3 separate regions of the Pan troglodytes genome follow, and regions 1 and 3 are each linked to region 2. A link is a contact called in public Hi-C and HiChIP or PLAC-seq data. All regions are on one chromosome and are shown on one strand. The core of a region is the stretch at or near the end of the contact, and the rest is flanking DNA. Distances in the headings are between cores, read along the strand shown.

What was found. Hi-C and Micro-C count contacts between places; a contact is called where the count stands out from the background. HiChIP or PLAC-seq counts read pairs in DNA pulled down with a chosen protein or histone mark.
Region 1: a contact with region 2 is called in a Hi-C map of stem cell-derived neural progenitor cells, with 8 times the contacts expected there. The contact joins the enhancer-like site here to the promoter of HORMAD2 in region 2. A contact is called at or near these places in 4 of 7 Hi-C or Micro-C datasets (blood, induced pluripotent stem cells and stem cell-derived neural progenitor cells) and 1 of 1 other capture datasets (stem cell-derived neural stem cells).
Region 3: an H3K4me3 HiChIP or PLAC-seq map of stem cell-derived excitatory neurons shows a contact between it and region 2, with 12 times the contacts expected there. The contact joins the promoter of NF2 here to the promoter of HORMAD2 in region 2. A contact is called at or near these places in 1 of 7 Hi-C or Micro-C datasets (stem cell-derived neural progenitor cells) and 1 of 1 datasets of contacts at active chromatin or transcription factors (stem cell-derived excitatory neurons).

The regions. Positions count from the first base shown.
Region 1 is chr23:31,774,952-31,778,997 of NHGRI_mPanTro3-v2.0_pri, forward strand. All of the region lies in intron 1 of NF2 (NF2, moesin-ezrin-radixin like (MERLIN) tumor suppressor), which reads left to right. Among named protein-coding and RNA genes, the nearest start is that of NF2, 38 kb to the left of the region's middle. Within about 2 kb of position 1,485, at least 1 of the 24 cell types and tissues checked has an H3K27ac peak or open chromatin away from gene starts, as enhancers often do. A contact at or near this core is called in stem cell-derived neural progenitor cells, where this site is marked.
Region 2 is chr23:32,208,285-32,212,059 of NHGRI_mPanTro3-v2.0_pri, forward strand. HORMAD2 (HORMA domain containing 2) reads left to right here and starts at 1,585. Exons shown (of 12, transcript XM_063808134.1): 1 at 1,585-2,033. LOC134809720 (a long non-coding RNA gene) reads right to left here and starts at 1,806. Exons shown (of 5, transcript XR_010156102.1): 1 at 1,670-1,806.
Region 3 is chr23:31,736,246-31,740,348 of NHGRI_mPanTro3-v2.0_pri, forward strand. NF2 (NF2, moesin-ezrin-radixin like (MERLIN) tumor suppressor) reads left to right here and starts at 2,364. Exons shown (of 15, transcript XM_063807670.1): 1 at 2,364-2,974. The coding sequence starts at 2,861.

The DNA of each region.
Region 1 (4,046 bases), core at 235-2,734, 430 kb before region 2:
TTTACTAGAGACAGGGTTTCACCATGTTGGCCAGGATGGTCTCGATCTCCTGACCTCATGATTCGCCTGCCTCAGCCTCCCAAAGTGCTGGGATTACAGGTGTGAACCACCGCGCCCGGCTGCCTAAGAATTTTTTTCATTCCTTTTCATTATACATCTTCAGTGTGCCAAGACTTTGAGTGGAGATTTCTAATGAGGGCAGGAAGGGACGGATGCTTCTGCAATTGAGTGGTCTCATTTTTCCCATGTCTGTCGAAAGATTACTCTTTCATGACCACCATTTCTATGATGCATCTCATATGATCCTAATGCACTCGAGTTTGTATTTGAATGTCCATCTGATATTTAGGGGTGGTTGGGGCAAGGAGGGGGCAAGCAGCAACTAAGGGGTTGTATGGGAACATCCTGGTGGTTTAACTTGAAAGCCACTAGGTGGCAACATTTACTAAGCTGCCAGCCATTCTCTTCCCTTAAGACATTGAACTTGCTTTTCCACATAGCAGATGGAATAGCTGAGAAAAGAGATTAGTAGCCATTGCTTCAGGTTCTTTTGAAAGTGAGGCTATAGGATAAACACACTACAGTATATTGATGTCTTTTCATCACCTGGGTTTAGATACCAGGAGTTTGAATTTGCTCTGGGTGACTGGGTGAGTAGCTTCCCCTTTGGCCTCAGTTAGGCATCCTCGACAGGACAGACCTGTGATTGGACTGTCTGGTCTCTCATGGTTCTTTTTCTCCATGATTTATGACTTTGATTATAATTTCTTTATATTAAAAAAAAACTTGTAGTAAAACCAGTCTTATTTAAAGGAATACTAGCCTTTTATCAAAGGGCAAAGTAATGATTTAAAAAAAAAATCAACAACAAAATTTCAAGGGAATGAATGTCCCTAGAAGCTAGCCATCTCCCCGAGTTAACTTAAGAGGCTAGACTCTCCTAAATGAGGATGCTTATTTACCAGCTTTCCTAAATTAGCAGCTTTGGGGATGTTAAAATCCGTAAGGAACTGTCCAAGGGATGTATTGTGTATGCTTTGCAGTGATTAAGCCATTAAGCTCTAATTGGTATTTTCCCACTCATGGGTTTGTAAAGGAAGCTTTAAAATTATTTAGGAATTCAGTCCTCATCAGCTATCTTAGTGTCATCCCCACGTTTTGGAACCTGAGAGTGGAGAGTGCAGAGAAAAGGTTTTATTAATGATTTTTGCTCACAGTGTCCTTCCCCATTGGTTTGTTATTGCAGATGAAGTGGAAAGGGAAGGACCTCTTTGATTTGGTGTGCCGGACTCTGGGGCTCCGAGAAACCTGGTTCTTTGGACTGCAGTACACAATCAAGGACACAGTGGCCTGGCTCAAAATGGACAAGAAGGTTGGGCTAGAACTCGATGAAACTGGTGGGGCTGACGTGAGCTTTCCAGTTTTTCCCTGAGCAGGCGCCTAGCTCATCACTGGGGCGCTGTAGCTGTATAGTAGAGAAGGGGGCACATTCCTGAATTAAGTCATGCAGAAAGCAGGACGTAGAGATGCTACCAGTTTCCTACTCCTCACAGGCTCTCCTGGGCAAGCAGAAGTTACCAGGATTAGACTGCTGCTGGCCCTGGCTTCTTTACCCATTGTTACCAGCCTGATTGCTTCTGGCTTTATGCCTTTCAGTTTATGAATAAAAACTTCATGAATAAAAATTACTGTTATCTTCATATACTTAAAAATAACCAATTTGTGTCTTTTAGAGAGTATTGGGGCTTGTGTTCTTTAGGGAATTTTTAAAAGTCTTTTTGAGGAACACCATAGTCTGACATGAAGTAATCATTAATATGATCTAAGGAATAGAGAGTGCCTGGTCCCCAGGGTGAAAGAATGTCCATTTTGTCCTCAGGATTCTCTGGGGCTTCTGACACATGGCCAAGAAAGCTGGGCTCCTGGCAATTTTAATGTGGCTTGGAAATGAATATTGTCTAAAGGAACTGCCCTCTGCATGGGTTCATATGTTCACACAAGGATACACTTGCTTACTGACCTGCCTACCTAGCCATGAAAGGCAGGCGGGGAGCAGGACCATATGCTTTTGTCAGTAACTCCTAAAAGACACCTGAACTTCAAAGTAAGTCAATGTCTAATTCTTACCCCAAATGATGCCCCCTCCACTTGCCTACCTGAGCATAATAAATAATGAAAGCTTCCTATTTTTTTTTTTTTATCAGTTTGACTCAAAGCTTAAGTGTTCGAATTGTGTTCACATATGTACACTGTAATCTAAATAATCACATGGGAATCCCTGCTGGTTGTAAGTTCAATGGTAATTCCCAATGATCATGAGCATCTAAGTGCCACTGGGGGCCACTGTCAGTGAGGGTGTCGTAGACCAGATTTTGAATCTCCTTGGCATTGCCATCTAGAATTTGGGCAGGAGCATGGAGAGTTATGTGTCAAAGACAGCAAAACTTTTTGTATGTTTTTCATGATTCTTAGCAAAGTGAATTTTAATGATAGCTGAGTGTAGGCCAAATGGATATTAGACTGGGGGCATCAGGAGCCGTGGAACTTGCTGCTCAAGGGAAATACATCATGACACATGTTAATGGAGCCTTGTAGCCTGTCACATGGCGTGTTTATGTCTTGAAATTCACTCTGGAGAGCAGATGGTTCAAGCTTTACAGGGGTGAATGGAATTGTTAGAAGATTTAAAGGCAGTGGTTTACAGACTGTGCTTCAAGTATTTTGTGGGGCATCTCTGGAGGTTCCTTGAAACAAAGGGTTGCCATGATGGACACATTTTATTCTGTTGCTCAGTTAATGTTTGGATGACTTCATAATGATCTAGTTCATCATCTCTAAGCTGTATTTTTTTTTTTTTTTAAGACAGAGTTTTGCTCTTGTTGCCCAGGCTGGAGTGCAATGACGCAGTCTCGGCTCACTGCAACCTCTACCTCCCGGGTTCAAGAGATTCTCCTGCCTCAGCCTCCCGAGTAGCTGGAATTACAGGTGTCCACCACCACACCTGGCTAATTTTTTGTATTTTTAGTACAGATGGGGTTTCACCATATTGGCCAGGCTGGTCTTGAACTCCTGACCTCAGGTGATCCACCCGCTGTGGCCTCCCAGCGTGCTGGGATTATAGGTGTGAGCCACCGCGCCCAGCGTTCTAAGCCGTATTCTATCACGGACCTAAATATTGGCAGTAGGCACCAAGAAAAAAGAAATAAAGGAAGATTCCACTACTTCAGATAATTAAAAAACCTTCCACCTACCATAAAGGACAGTGTCCAAGACTGCTGAGTGATACATTTCTAGTTTTTAACTATTCTGTGGCCCTGAGAACATTTATGCCTTAATCCTAGCTCTGCTCACTTCTTGGGGCTATTAATTTGTTTCAGAAACACCATAGGAAGTGAATATTACCTCTTGCTATAGGTGACTTTGTGAATACTTCAAACTGTGGAATCACAACTTTCAGGAAATGTGATAAATTTAGTGGGAAAAAAATTTAATGCACACCTTGCAAAGGCTTCTTTGAGGGTAGCACAGGAGGAAGAAGTGCCAATATAGTGTGTTTGTCTTTTGCTCTGCAATTCTGCAGGTACTGGATCATGATGTTTCAAAGGAAGAACCAGTCACCTTTCACTTCTTGGCCAAATTTTATCCTGAGAATGCTGAAGAGGAGCTGGTTCAGGAGATCACACAACATTTATTCTTCTTACAGGTACATCAGTCAAGGCTACCCCCCAGTTCTGAGAGAACTTGCCCAGGAGTGGTTGCAGAGTTGGCCTCAGAGTTGACCACAAACACCTTTGTATTGCAAAAATATTCTACCTCTGGAAGGTCAGCCCCTTTGGTTCTGTAATGGAAAAAAGGCTTCAGAACAGAACTATACTTGAGTGATGAAAATTGGTGTCAGATGAAATTGCGAAGGTGTGATGGTGAAGAATGGATACAAGTAGCTACCTAACTTAAAACCTCCTTGAAAATGGGTCCTATTTTCTTCTAGCTAACTTAAAAGTACTCAATAGTTTCAAAGGAAGGCTAAAGAGAGAGTCTTATAAAGC
Region 2 (3,775 bases), core at 335-2,834:
TACTAAAAATACAAAAATCAGCCGGGCATGGTGATGCATGCCTGTAACCCCAGCTACTTAGGTGGCTGAGGCAGGAGAATCACTTGAGCCTGGGAGGTGGAGGTGGCAGCGAGCCAATATCACGCCACTGCACTCCAGCCTGGGTGACAGAGCAAGACTCTGTCTCACAAAAAAAAAAAAAAAAAAAATTAGATTGAGAGAAATTCTATGAAAGAAACAGAATAACGAATAACTGTGTTTGCTGGTGGGGTAGACTGCCAATAGTATAGGGCAGAGAGGGGTAAGTCTTTGGATATGGTAGCAGTTGACTGAGCTCAGATCTGAAGGCAGAAGAAAATTAGAACAGCCAGCACAGAGGGCCTAGTGATCCAGCCAGAGAGGCTGGTAAATGCGGAGGCTGAGAAGGGCTGGTGCAGACAAACCATCTGTGTGGTTGGAGCTTAAAAAGCAGTTACTTCCGGAAAGTATAGGGTGAACGCAGTAGTTCTCAACAGAGGGCAATTTTGCACACCCCATGGGACATTTGGCAAAGTCTAGAGAAATTTTTGGTTGTTATGATGGTGGGGGTGGGGAGAAGGTTGAGAAAACTTGCACTAAAAGAATATTTCAGCCCAAATTTCAGTTTTAGTCATTATGTTCTAAACTCATGTTCTCGCCAACTTGAATAGTTTTTTTTTTTCTTTCCTGCAGAAACAAAATAAGAACAGGTTTCAACTGGCTCACTCTTTCATCTACTCTCTTGGGAAATCCCCTTGGGGAGGTTCATGGGACTCCAGGAGCCTTTGGAAAGCACCACAGGATACGAAATATCTACCTAAACAGGTGAGAAACGATCCAAGGAGCCACACCCCCAACTGCTCCCACAGTTACCAGGGCAGAAAAAACTGAGATTAGGGGTAGGGCACAAAGGAGAATATATTTATGTTTTATTTGCATAATTACAAATTAATGTTAAAAAGAATGCAGTCAGGTCCAGGGTAGGGATGAAGAGGTTGCAGATGCCCTCAAGTATTGGAAAGCTCTGGCCTTATGTCTTTTTTCTTTCTTTTCTTTTTTTTTATTTTTGAGACAGGGTCTCCCTCTGTTGCCCAGACTGGAGTGCAATGGTACGATCTTGGCTCACTGCAACCTCAAACTCCCCGGCTCAAGCGATCCTCCTACCTCAGCCTCCCGAGCAGCTGGGACTACAGGCGCACGTCAGGTGGCCCAGCTAATTTTTGTACTTTTTAAAATTTTTTTGAGACGGAGTCTCGCTCTGTCGCCCAGGCTGGAGTGCAATGGCGGAATCTCGGCTCACTGCAACCTCAGCCTCCTGGGCTCAAGCGATTCTCGTGCCTCAGCTTCCCAAGTAGCTGGGACTACAGGCGCGCGCCACCTCGCCCAGCTAATTTTTGTATTTTTTGTAGAGACGGGTTTTCAACATGTTGGCCAGGCTGGTCTCGAATTCCTGACCTCAAGTGACGCGCCCGCCTCAGCCTCCCAGAGTGCTGGGATCCCAAGTGGAGCCACCGCGCCGCACTTCTCGGGCCTTCTTCTAACTCGGGTCCCTGGGCCCCCCAGGCTCTCGCTTCCCTCCCCTACGCCGCCCCGCGCCCGCCTCAGACCTCTCTGGGACCCGCCGGCCTGGCGTCCTGGCCCGCCCGAGCCCCACGGTCCCTCGGGTCCTAACCTCGGCGGGGCAGGCACCTCCTCAGGAAGCCCCAGAGCAGGCTGTCGTTGTATAGGTGGCCCAGGCTGGCGGCCCCTGACCGAAGGTCGCGTCGGGTCAGTGTGCAGCCCGTGGCTGAGAGGCGGCTGCTGAGGGGCCGGGCGGGCTAGGGGCCGGCTAGCCGCCGTTCGCCCCTGCTTTGCATATTCATGAAGTCTAGCGAGGCCGGTCGCCCCGGCTAGCCGTGGACGGGTCATGAATTATTCATGAGGAAGCCTCTGGTCCCGCCCAGAAAGGCCTCGTTGACTATTCATGAGCCGAGGAGCCGGTTTGGGCCGGAAAAGGCCGTTGACCCCCGGTGGGAGGGAAGCGTCGACGAGCTGAGGTGAGGGCTGTTGAGACGCGAGGTCTCGGCCCAGAGAGGGCACTCGGGCGTTGTTAGTTCTGTCTTTATGTCAAAAAACAATTTTTTTTCTTTCCTTATTACTTAAGGCTTTAAGTTGGATTTGAAAGTATCATATTTCGTGAGGGCCTAAAGTACTGTGAAGAGAATCGGGAGGGCAGGGGGCTGAGGAGGAAGGCAAAAGGGAGGCGATTTCCCCCAGAACTGGACAGAGAGCACCCAGGTAGTTTTGAAATTCAGATTTTTCTGGACATGAAATCAAACTTGCTGAGCAAGCAGCAGCCATAATGAGCCATGATGAGGCTGGCAGGGCAGACGATGTCTGTGCCCGACATTGGAGGGGGCCGTGTGTGGTGGAGCTTTGGGGAAGTTTATCTTACCTGGGTCAGATTCTCCCCAGCCATTGAGGTTTTCTGCCAGGATCGATGCCTGGTACAGGCCAAGAGGTGAGAGAGGTGGGGACAAGACACCCTGCCCCCCTTGACGTCAGCTCCCCTTTCACTTTAGTGAGGATTTGCCAATTAATCCCTATGGACTTTAGTTCCCTAAACAGAGGGAGAGAGTCTTGAACCTCAGGATTAGCCAGTCGCCAAAATGTGTCCGAGTACGCAGGGCACTGGACAGGCTGTGCAGTACATCGTGTACTCAGCTGGTAGAAATGAGGGGTGGTTCTGGCCCCTAAAGGGGTTTTTAATCTCAGCAGGATCATAATCTAATTTCTCCTCCATTGGACCATCAATCTGTTGAGGTAGGAACAGTATTTTACATCTCGTAATCCTGCATGTTGTTGCCTGGCACATTGTAGTTGCCTCGTAGATGTTGAATGAATGAATAATTGAAATAGCATGAAAAAGATATTAAAAAGTCAAAAGAGCATGAACAAATACTCAATTAATATAGTGGAAGCCTTTTTCTCTGAATGAGCACAGGTAGGGGAATTACCAGGGCCAAATGGAATTTGTTAAAATGGTGAATAATTTATTGAAGCAAGCTCTGTTGGAAGGTCTAAGTAATTGGGCGAACTTTGGCAAACCAAGTTCCCTTGCTTAGCCTCACTTTTCTTTTTTCTTTTTTTTTTTGTGAGACGGAGTCGAGCTCTGTGCCAGGCTGGAGTGCAGTGATGCAATCTCAGCTCACTGCAACCTCCACCTCTCGGGTTCAAGCGATTCCCCTGCCTCAGCCTCCCATGTAGCTGGGACTACAGGTGTGCACCACCACGCCCAGCTAATTTTTTTTATTTTTTTTATTTTTAGTAGAGACAGGGTTTCACCATGTTGGCCAGGATAGTCTCGATCTCTTGACCTCGTGATCCTCCCACCTCGGCCTCCCAAAGTGCTGGGATTACAGGTGTGAGCCACTGCACCTGGCCCCTTTTCTTTATAGTTTTATGTTTAGGTTTAAATCCATGATCCATTTTGCATTAATATTTGTATACAGTGTGAGATTTAGGTTAAGTTTCTTTTAATTCTCTGTTCTTCCCCCCACCCCCCAGATGTCCTTTTGTTTCAGCATCATTTGCTGAAAAAAAGATTCTTCCTCCACAGAATTGGATCTTCTTTAAATCAAAGGGGTTGGAAGATGTCTGTGCTCCCTTCCAGCTTTAGGAATCTATTGAACCCATTTATGTTAACGTACACTTCTTTTGAGTAAAGCCATTCTTAACAACATGCATGTGTAAGGAAGGTAATATAGTTGCATTTCAGAATCCAGCTATTGGATAGTGT
Region 3 (4,103 bases), core at 1,114-3,613, 470 kb before region 2:
GCTTTTTAGTCCCTGCTAGCTGATCCACCTCCTTTTGCTACTCCTCACTGGGTTCCCAGTGTCACGCATTTTCTTTTTCCTTTTTTTTTTTGAGACGGAGTCTCGCACTCTCGCCCAGGCTGGAGTGCAGTGGCGCCATCTCGGCTCACTGCAAACTCTGCCTCCCGGGTTCACGCCATTCTCCTGCCTCAGCCTCCCGAGTAGCTGGGACTACAGGCGCCCGCCACCACGCCCGGCTAATTTTTTGTATTTTTAGTAGAGACAGGGTTTCACCGTGTTAGCCCGGATGGTCTCGATCTCCTAACCTTGTGATCTGCCTGCCTCCCAAAGTGCTGGGATTACAGGCGTGAGCCACTGCGCCCGGCCCGGTGTCACGTATTTTTATCAGCAGCGATTTGTTGTCCCTGTGGGGAGCCCAGAAAACCCAGCCCGGTTCTCCCACCTGCGGGGAAGAAATGAAGCAATGATAATGAAGACACTCCCATGCCAAGCCCATACTGCCCTGAACAATCAGTTTTGGTGGGGAGAATTTGCTAGCAGAAGGCAGGACATAAAGTCCCCACAGCAGCCTCACTGGGTGTGGCAGCAAATCATTCCTGAAGCCTGGCCGGTGCTACCAGGAACAGCAGGGGTCCGTGCAGAAGAACTAGATTTATTCCATTAATATACCGTTACAGCAACAATGTCTGCTGAGTACTCTGGAACTGTAATTCACATTTCCTGAGGCTGTAGTAGGGAGAATTTGGAAGCAGGGCAGCACAGTGCTAACCAGCAGGCTCTGGGTGGGACAGACCTGGGTTTGAGTCCTAGCTTTGCCTTTCACTATCTGCATTATAGTCAGCGAGTGGCTCTATCATATCTCTCAGTATCTTCACCTGTGGAGTGGGGGGGTGATGCTAATGTTAACTAACATTTATGGGGTGATTATTGTTGTTAAAACTCAGTAGACCGGGCGCGGTGGCTCACGCCTGTAATCCCAACACTTTGGGAGGCCAAGGTGGGCAGATCACCTGAGGTCAGAAGTTTGAGACCAGCCTGGCTAACATGGTGAAACCCTGTCCCTACTAAAAATACAAAAATTAGCCGGGCGTGGTGGCGGGCGCCTGTAATCCCAACTACTGGGGAGGCTGAGGCAGGAGAATTGCTTGAACCCGGGAGGCGGAGGTTGCAGAGAGCCGAGACCGCCCCATTGTACTCCAGCCTGGGCAACAAGAGTGAAACTCTGTCTCAAAACAAAAAACAAATGAAAAAACACAGTAAATTGTCCCTATTTGACTACTAAGAGCTATTTTAAAATAGAATTTATCTAAGTACAGAAAGGTGTAATTATCCCCCCTACACCCGTTAGAACCCTTGATGACACTAAATAAATAATACATGAATATGGTTCAAAAATGGGCATCATAGAGTATAAAATAAAGAATGCTTTCATTTTCAACCCAAATTCAGCAATTTCATAGGATGCCAGGCTCAGCTCTAAAGCCTTATATGTATTCAGTGCGCTGAAATTCAACAACCTCACGAGGTAGGTATAACCAATAATAATTATAGGCGGGGCGTGGTGGCTCACGCCTGTAATCCTAGCACTTCGGGAGGCCGAGGCGGGCGGATCACCTGAGGTTCGAGACCAGCCTGACGAACATGGAGAAACCCCGTCTCTACTAAAAATACAAAATTAGCCGGGCGTGGTGACGCATACCTGTAATCCCAGCTACTCGGGAGGCTGACGCCGGAAAATCGCTTGAACCCGGGAGGCGGAGGTTGCAGTGAGCCGAGATCGCGCCACTGCACTCCAGCCTGGGCAACAAGAGCGAAACTCCGTCCCAATAATAATAATAATAATAATAATAATAATAATAATTCTAAAGGGAAGCAGAGAGATCTGGCGGAAAAGTGCCAGCAAACCTAACAGGCCTCCACAAGTGTCTTGAAAGTTTCATAGGGGTCGGTATATGTGATTAACTGCCAAAGAAGAATATTCGCCGTGTGTCCGAAACGCAGTCCCCTGGGGCGCCACACTCGGAGCCTACTTAAACCGAAAGAGTCCCTCCCTGGGCCAACGAAGGACCCAATTCCCGCGCCCCGGATCCAGCCTCTACGTGGTTTCCCGGGTAAGGCCAGCAGAGGTCCGCCGCCTCAACCAGTCTTGTTAGAGTAGGCACAAAAGCATTCGGAGTGACTGCCACTGTAGCCACTCAACGCCGAGCCCAGGCCTGCTTTTTTGCAGTTAGAGTGAAACTTTCCATTGGTGGAGTCACCCCAAAGGAGGCGGGACGGAGCGGGAAAGTCCTGCCTACCTTGGCCTTCCCAGCCAATCGCAGCATCTATGCGTCAGCCTCCGGTTCGGTTGCGCTGCGCGTAGTGGTCTGGGCGACCTGAGGGCGGGGCCGGGAGCAGGCCCCGGGCTGTAGGGAGGGTACGCTTCCCGCGGGCGCGCGGAGTGAGGACGGTGACAGCCACGCGCGCGCGTACGCGCCCGATGCAGCGCGGCCCCGTGACCCTAGTCGGCCGCTGAGAGGCGCGCGGAGTCTGGGCCGCTGCCGTCTAGGGTTCCCGTCCCGAGGCGTCCTCGGCATCTCCGGCCCGAATCCCGGAGTGCCGGGTCGCGCCTGCACCGAAGGTCCCGGCTCCTGTGCCCTCCCTGCAGCCGTCAGGGCCCGCCCCCCAATTCCCCTTTCCGCCCGGGCAGGGTCCTCGCGGCCCATGCTGGCCGCTGGGGACCCGCGCAGCCCAGACCGTTCCCGGGCCGGCCAGCCGGCCACCATGGTGGCCCTGAGGCCTGTGCAGCAACTCCAGGGAGGCTAAAGGGCTCAGAGTGCAGGCCGTGGGGCGCGAGGGTCCCGGGCCTGAGCCCCGCGCCATGGCCGGGGCCATCGCTTCCCGCATGAGCTTCAGCTCTCTCAAGAGGAAGCAACCCAAGACGTTCACCGTGAGGATCGTCACCATGGACGCCGAGATGGAGTTCAATTGCGAGGTAACCGGCCGGCAGCCCCGACTGCTGCGGTGACAGTCGAGGTGGAAGCTCGAGAGGTTCTCTTTATATCATCTTATGGGTGTAGCTAGAGACGGGCAGAACCGGAAGGGCCAACTAGGCCCAAAACCTCATGTTAAAGATGATTGCTGCTTTTTTTCATAGGACTTTTGGGTTTTGGCATTTTCTGAAGGTTATTTTCATTCATTGTTATTGGAAGAAGCTGGATGCTCCTGTGATAGAAAATTCAGGATTTCAGTGTCAGGCTTAAGTTAGGCTTACGCTTAAACGCTTGAAAGTTTATTCTTTCATTAGGTAATATTGTTATGTACCCAGGTATTAGAAGTTGCGTCTTGTTTATTGGAAAGCCAATACTTGTTTCCCTTTTCTAAAGCTTGCATATTCTGGAAAAAAAAACCCTTTGAAGAACGATATAACATCTCATACTTACTTTCCACATAGTTTCCAACATGATGGTAACAGCTATCAATTGTTCAGTACTTTCAAAGTGCCAGACATTTGCACATTTAATCCTCAGAACAAACCCATTTATCTAGTAAATGGCAAGGTGGGGTTTTGAACCAAGCTCACAGCCCGTACAGTACTGCTTCTCAAGTAATTTAAGTTCTTGCTGCTAAAAGTGTGGTTTGTGGACCAGCAGCATTGGCAGCAGTAAGCAAGGGTTGGCATGCTTTTTCTGTACAGGACCACATAGTAAATATTTTCAACTTTGTAGACTAGAGAATCTCTGTTGGAGTTATTCAACTCTTCAACTCTACCATTGTAACACAAAAGCAGCCTTAGATAAGATCAGCTTCCAGCATGACAGCTTTAAGGAACCCATTCCTCTGTAAAACTGGTGAAAATTCTTTTTTGTTTTGTTTCGTTTTGAGACAGAATCTCACTCTGTCACCGAGGCTGGCATGCAGTAGTGTGATCATGGCTTACTGCAACCCTGACCAACCTCCCTGGCTCAGTCAGTCCTCCTGCGTCAGCCTCTCGAGTAGCTGGGACCACAGGCGTGTGCCACCACACCTGGCTAATTTTTTTTTTTTTTTTTGAGACGGAGTCTCGCTCTGTCACCCAGAGTGCACCGGGCTAGAGTGCAATGGCACGATCTTGGCTCACTGCC